2 separate regions of the Lactuca sativa genome follow, and region 1 is linked to region 2. Evidence: chromatin contacts called from public Hi-C data. All regions are on one chromosome and are shown on one strand. The core of a region is the stretch at or near the end of the contact, and the rest is flanking DNA. Distances in the headings are between cores, read along the strand shown. Region 1 holds the start of LOC111912507 (kinesin-like protein KIN-14F). Region 2 holds the start of LOC111888705.

The links. Hi-C and Micro-C count contacts between places; a contact is called where the count stands out from the background.
Region 1: a Hi-C map of leaf shows a contact between it and region 2, with 8 times the contacts expected there. The contact joins the promoter of LOC111912507 here to the promoter of LOC111888705 in region 2. A contact is called at or near these places in 2 of 4 Hi-C or Micro-C datasets (leaf and seed).

Annotation. Positions count from the first base shown.
Region 1 is chr5:2,396,076-2,399,619 of Lsat_Salinas_v11, forward strand. It overlaps LOC111912507 (kinesin-like protein KIN-14F), which reads left to right and starts at 2,196. Exons shown (of 17, transcript XM_023908235.3): 1 at 2,196-2,535; 2 at 2,610-2,787. The coding sequence starts at 2,646.
Region 2 is chr5:1,597,026-1,600,347 of Lsat_Salinas_v11, forward strand. LOC111888705 reads right to left here and starts at 1,638. Exons shown (of 2, transcript XM_023884831.3): 1 at 1,505-1,638; 2 at 548-1,307. The coding sequence starts at 1,300. The coding sequence ends at 647.

The DNA of each region.
Region 1 (3,544 bases), core at 946-3,445, 800 kb after region 2:
TTACTAATACATATAAATGCATTAAATGAAAAATAATAATATTAATGACATTGTTTAAGGGTGGAGGTAGAGGAGATGATAATGCTTTTAGCATTGAAATCATGAATGTCTACTTATATATATTTACTTTGTATATGGTCATTTCATATGTGTTATTATTGTTTTCAATTCAGAATATTAATACTTAATAATTTGAAAGAAGTTGCATATTAATAGTTTAAAGTAGTAGGGTTTCTCACTTTGTATATAAAATTGTTTAAAGTAGAAGAATTATTTTCCAAATTCAACAAAATCCACTACAAACATCTGCATAGGTAACCCATATCAAAATTGAAAAATATTAATTACAATATTTCGTTTAATAAAAAGTAATAGAAATAATTCAAAAGTATTAATCCAAAAAAACATGTCCTATTACTTTTTATTAAACAAGATATTGTAATTAATATTTTTGAATTTTGATATGAGCTACCTATGTAGATGTTTGTAGTGGATCTGTTGGATTTGGAAAATAATCCTTCTACCTTAAACATTTTTATATACAAAGTGAGAAATCCTTCTAGGTTAAACTATTTGTAAACAATTTTACAAATATGCAACTTCTTTTAAATTGTTAAGTATTATTATTCTGAATTGAAAACAATAACAACAAATGTGAAATGACCATATACAAAGTAAAAATATACAAGCAAACATTTATAATTTTAATGCTAAAAGCATCAACATCTCCTCCACCTCCATCCTTAAACAATGTCATTAATATTTTTTTTTTTCATTTAAATGCATTTATATGTATTAGTAACAATATTAATAATAACAAGTTCAAAAAAAACATTCTTATTTATATTTTTAATAATAATAATAATAATAATAATAATAATAATAATAATAATAATAATAAGGGTTTTGTTTATAGAAAATACCTAATATTTTACAGAAAAGTCATAATATTTTTTATTTACAAAAAAATTCCTAATATTTTGGATTAGTTTACGAAATAGTCCCAAATTAATTTGGTACCGGTTTCAACCGGTCAAAAAGGGTCAAACTGCAAATTTTTGCCGGTTTTCGGGACTTTTTCGTTCAAAAAAAAAAAATAGGACTAATGTGTAACTTTTTTGTAAATATTGAGACTTTTCTGAAGATTTCTATTTTTTTTAATAAATAAAAATTTTCATTAGTTGTGTTCCAAAGTGTAATAAAGCTATTCAATCACAATTACCTAAAAAGTGTTCCCGTCTGTCGTAGTGCGGCCTTAACCGCACCCAAACCGCAGTGGGGGCGGTGTTCCAGCTTAGGTGGCACCGGAGATCCATTCTCACCGATCTTATCCTACCAGCCGAGAGGCCGAGACCGTCCCATTTTATAAATTCTATGATTATAACCCGTCAAACATTTAAATAATAATAATAGTTTATTTTTATGGTGACAAGTGAAAAAGCAAATAGTATTGGAAGAGATGGCGGCCCTTTCAACGGAACTGGGGGGCAGAAACGTTGTAAAAGACATTTAAAGGTTTTGCCTCCTAAATCATTTGAAAGTGAAGTAGTCCCTGGTAAGGGAGGGATCCAACCTTACTTTAAATTTTGTTTTGAATAAAGAATAAATAAAATTATATCAACCTTCAAGCCACAAGACTTTTGGTTCGTTTGTATCTTCAAATCTACTCGAACGTTTACTTCCTTTTTTTGCTATTAATACAAGAGGCTTTTGATCAAATTAAGTTATAAAACGAGTTGATAATCAATAATCGTTTTGTTAAACTTTAAGAATAAATGTTGTATATGAATAAAAAACTTTAACTAGACATACTTATAACTTTATAGAAAATAATAACCAATTTTTTTTACACTGACACTTGTGTTATAAACATAAACGTTTTGTGGCAATGAGCAATATGATGCATTGACTGTAGTTTCTTGTGGCACGTGTCCGTCAAGCATGTCCAAGTTACATTGGCCTGCAATTCAATTTTTAGTATATTATTATAATAATGATTCAATTATTAAAATAAATTAATTTAAAAGATTAGTATACATCTTAAAAATATTGGTCTTGAATAATTTTAAGCCCGTCGTCTAACACAATCTTCCGCTTAGATGAATATTTTATTAATTAATATTTAATATAAACACAATTTAAATAGAGGAAAGGGACAATGATTATACCCATATTTGGGTGGCAAGTAACCAATACTTATTTTCTTCCCATTACGAGAATTGGCGTTAGCTTTACCTCGTCTACAAAGTAGAAAAGTACATCAAATATCAACGGACGTTTCATTTTTGTGTTTCACCCACCAATCACCCTGGAATGAAACACAAACAGACACCATCTCTTCTGAATTTGAATGCATACCTACGCCTCATCAATTCTGATCACGAGTAGTACCTCCTTCATTTCGTTTCACCTCCCAATTCTTTCTCTTTCTACTTTTACTTTTTAGATTGGATCGCTAAATCAACATTAATCATATCATACCGAAGCGTCTACTACTAATTTCAAACCCTGATCGGACTTCTTCCTGTTTTCTTCGTAAGTAATGCTTCTTTCTGTCAAAATTTATGATGATCTGATATAGTTTCTTACCTACGTACTACTCCATCCAGTTCCAGACAATTCGAAGTTACATATAATATAATATAATGCCGCAAGAAATTAGCCCGAATCCAATGTTATTGAACACACCTAGCAAGAACTCCAGAGGACTCAAAGGTCTCGCAAATGGCGCCACCGAAGAGTTCATTGATGATCGTGAATTAGCGCAGAGAAAAGCCGAAGCAGCAGGTACGCTTTCTTTACTACTCCATACTCCAAATCTCAATTCTCAGAACTATGCACAGAAAGGCCCGACAAAATCCTTTTGCTTTGTTTATTCAATTTTATTTTTTCAATCGATGATTACAAGAAAGAAAGAAAAACATATTTTTTTTAAGATCGAATGATACATCAGCTAATATCGTCCTTGTACTTCTTGTTGGCATAACAAATCCTATAAAATTAGGACGGACATATACATATATAATATGCATTAGTATAAAATACTACACAAATCCTAAATTAAATGTATATATTAAGGACAATAGAAATATTAATTGAGACTGTTAATAGCGTAAATATGTAAATTCATATTCTCTTTTTAGGAAGGGAAATTAAATGTAAATTATATCTATCCCGTTAAACATTTGTTGATTAAGAACTTATGTAATAACCTGGCTTTATATAGTATTAAAATCAATAAAATGGGTTAACCAAAATGGCACTCGAAAATGGGTTCTCTTCTCATTATGACCTCACAGTATCCAAAGCCCACATTCACAGAAGTGGGCCCATGATGGGCCCATCACGAAACACGCCTTGTATTAAAGTAACAAAGCACACTTGATTAGGTGAGGTGAGTTGATTGGCAGGACCAATTTTTCATAATGAAAATTAGTTTTTGGTTTGGTTTGCTTTAATAAAGTCACTAATTTTTATTTTTGTTCCAGCAAAACAGCCGTTACAACCGGTGCCGATTCTAAATATTAAACAAACACACAAGTGA
Region 2 (3,322 bases), core at 388-2,887:
TATTTTTCCAACTTGCATGGTTAAAGTCATTGCTTTTGTTATTTTTCTTGCTATGATTACTAAACCAAACATTATTTTCAACAAACATAATATATATATATATATATATATATATATATATATATATATATATATATATATATATATATATATATATATATATATATATATATATATATATATATATAAGATGAAACAGTGTCCAAGCTGAGGTTACTAGTCAAATCAGTTGACATCCAACGTTTTTGGACATAACCGATGATTGGATGATGGATATTGTTATCCCAATCCAACTGAAAATCACAATTTATCTTTGATATTTGCTATTTTTGTTATCAAATTACAACCAATTATTAAGACGCATTGAAAGCAAGACATGGCATATATCTGGAATTCTAATATGTGTGAATATGGTACAGCACAAAGCATGCAGCTACAGGTTTTATAGCAGGTGCAAAAGAACAAGAGATTTCAACAATTTCCATATGATAAGATAAATTATAACCATAAAGATAAAGCTAATAAAAAAAATAGGGAATTCAATATATTGATGACAATTTAAATTTCCTTAGAAACCACCGAAAACTGAAAGGATGCATGATCCTGTCTTGTTATACATGTATCAAAAAGATAGATCGATTGGAAATCAAAACCTCTCAGCTAATCTTGCAGTAACAGCTCTAAGTTTTGAATATACTTTCCCTGCAGGGGATCCTAAGATAAGGCTGCACAAAGAGTCTCTAGCAACTTTGATGTTGGCAAAGGATCCCAATATGTGAATCTTTGTGTCTGCAATAACAATCCGAGTCTTTGTTGAATTCTCAATTGCAAATTTGGTTTTACCTCCTTTACCAGAAAGCCTTCCAATGGCACGAGACAGATGCTCTCCTTTAAGGGTCTTAACATCTTTAATCTCAAAGGAATCAACATAAAGCTCATCCATTCGCAGCAATGCAACTGCATCTATCACATCAAAACCAAGCATGAAAGCATGCACAAAGTCTGCACACTTTTGAAGGTTACTAACATCTGGGGTGTCACGCCTCGTCATCAATTCAACATTTCGTGTCTTCACATTCATTCGGATGTCAACCTTCATCTGCTCATAAACTGGACTGTATATGTCCATCCATGCTTTCTTCAGTGGGGTATACCTGTGTTTTGGAACAGATATTTTCCGGAACTGAACTTGCCCATCCGATATCTCATGAGCTGTCAAAGCCTTAAACTTGGGCTTTGCTACAACCTTACTCTCCCTTTCTTCTACTTCCATGGAACTTGTTCCTTTGTCCGTTTGCATCCTGTACCTATAAACCAATACCAGACACCAGATACAAGTAAACAAACTATCAATTTTCATTCCAAACTCTAAAAACTCATGAGCATACACGTTTATGTTTCATATAAAATCGACTGATAACATAACACATACTTGGAATCGGACTTATGGTTTCTGGTAGATTCATACAATCAAATATATAACGAGCGAACCAGAAATACTTACGGGATTTAATGCGATCGGCGAGAATTAGATAATTATGCGGCAGGGGGCTCAGCAGCTGTGAAAAGGTTGAGGGTTTTGGGAGTTGAAAACAGACGAATTCTTTGAGGGTTTCTGGTATTAGGTTATTACTTATGTCTATATAATGGGCTCTTTTAAAGCCCAATCAACTTGAAAGCTTAATGGGTTGTGTGTTTCGGTTTGTGTTTGTTACTTCAATCTTAATCTTGTTTTTACTAAAATCTTTTATCATTAAAAATACATTCTCGTAAATCGATTATTTAAACAAGAAAATCATATCCAAACGAATCAAATGTTTTCATTTTGCGCGTTACAAAAAGATTTCAAAACCAAATGAAGATGGTTATCTCGGTTCTGTAAGATACTCAATCATTAGTTTATGTGTGGATTGTCGAGGAAAACTTTGGAAAGATATTTGTTTATATAAAACTAATCAATAGTAGTTACAGTCTTGAGCTCTATATTAAAATTAAAGTAGTATATTGAAGTTTATTTTGGAAATACAATCTAGAGTGATTAATTAAAGATCATGTGCGAAGGGTTAAAAAAAAACATTTTAATTTCTTTTTTAATTTATAATTACAATTCATTCATACTACGATAATTGTTATACCAGTAATACTTAAGAGATTTTCTTTTGTTTGAGAGTTCAACGTAACTATTGTAAGTGACTATAATTTGTTTTGGAAGTTTAATAAAATCATCTCTCTCTCTCTCTCTCTCTCTCTCTCTTGTCCATAGACGTAGATCACTTTGACAATTTTTTTTATTTTAGTTTTCAAAAGTTTTACCAAAGTTCTTTTATTATTTTGTCTGAAGTACTTAACTTATTTGTTAAATTTCCAACAAAATGGTATCAGAACTTAACTTGTTTATTAAATTTCCATCAAAATGGTATCATAGCTCTTCTGATCCTTGACAAGTGATATCTAATTTGTTGAATTAAATGAATTTGATATTTTCAACCACTTTGATATTTATTGTTATTAGTGTCACTTGTAAAGTAATGAATTTTCAGATAAAATATTAAAAAGATAATGGCTCTTTCTAAAATTTCCCTTTATATAAGCTAATTTGATCCCAGGGTAATGCTTCTTTAGGAGTTAAGGGTAGAGCCCCTTATGCTGGTTATTTGTTTTGACAATAAAAGTTTAAGAAAAACCAACTAGTAGGGGGCTAGAAAAATAAATTACAAAGGAATGGGGATCATTGGGTTTTGTAACCACAAAGTCCAAATTACAGAGCGTTTTTTAATCCTAGATGTATACCACTCAAACGACTGGTGAATAATTCTCCCCAAAATAACATTTCTAGGAAACTTCGACTTTTATAAAGACTACATTGTTCTTAAAAACGTTACAACATCCTTACAATAGTAAGAATAATGACCTCCAAAGCTTTCCTTTTCTTCTTAGGCAACAAAACCATGTCCACCCATGTCATCAACTCAACGATAGTAATCAAAGAAGGAAACGGAATATCCACTCACTTAGAGATCAAAGACCAAACTTGATCAACCACACCACAAAGAAGAACACATGATTCACATCTTCTAAAGCATTTTCGCAAGAGGTACAGAGTAGAAGGAATACCAATATGACGATCAATCAAGTTCAGTCTAGTGGGCATCATGTTTAAAAGCACACGCCACAACATCACATTAAGGATCAATTGCGCACAAAAAAATAGTTAGTAACTAAAAGTGCAAATTGACAAAACATTGATGTATTATAGTGTCAAAAACTCTTCGGGCCAAAATACCATGTTTTTGGCTCTCTTGTGATTTGATTTATACCATAC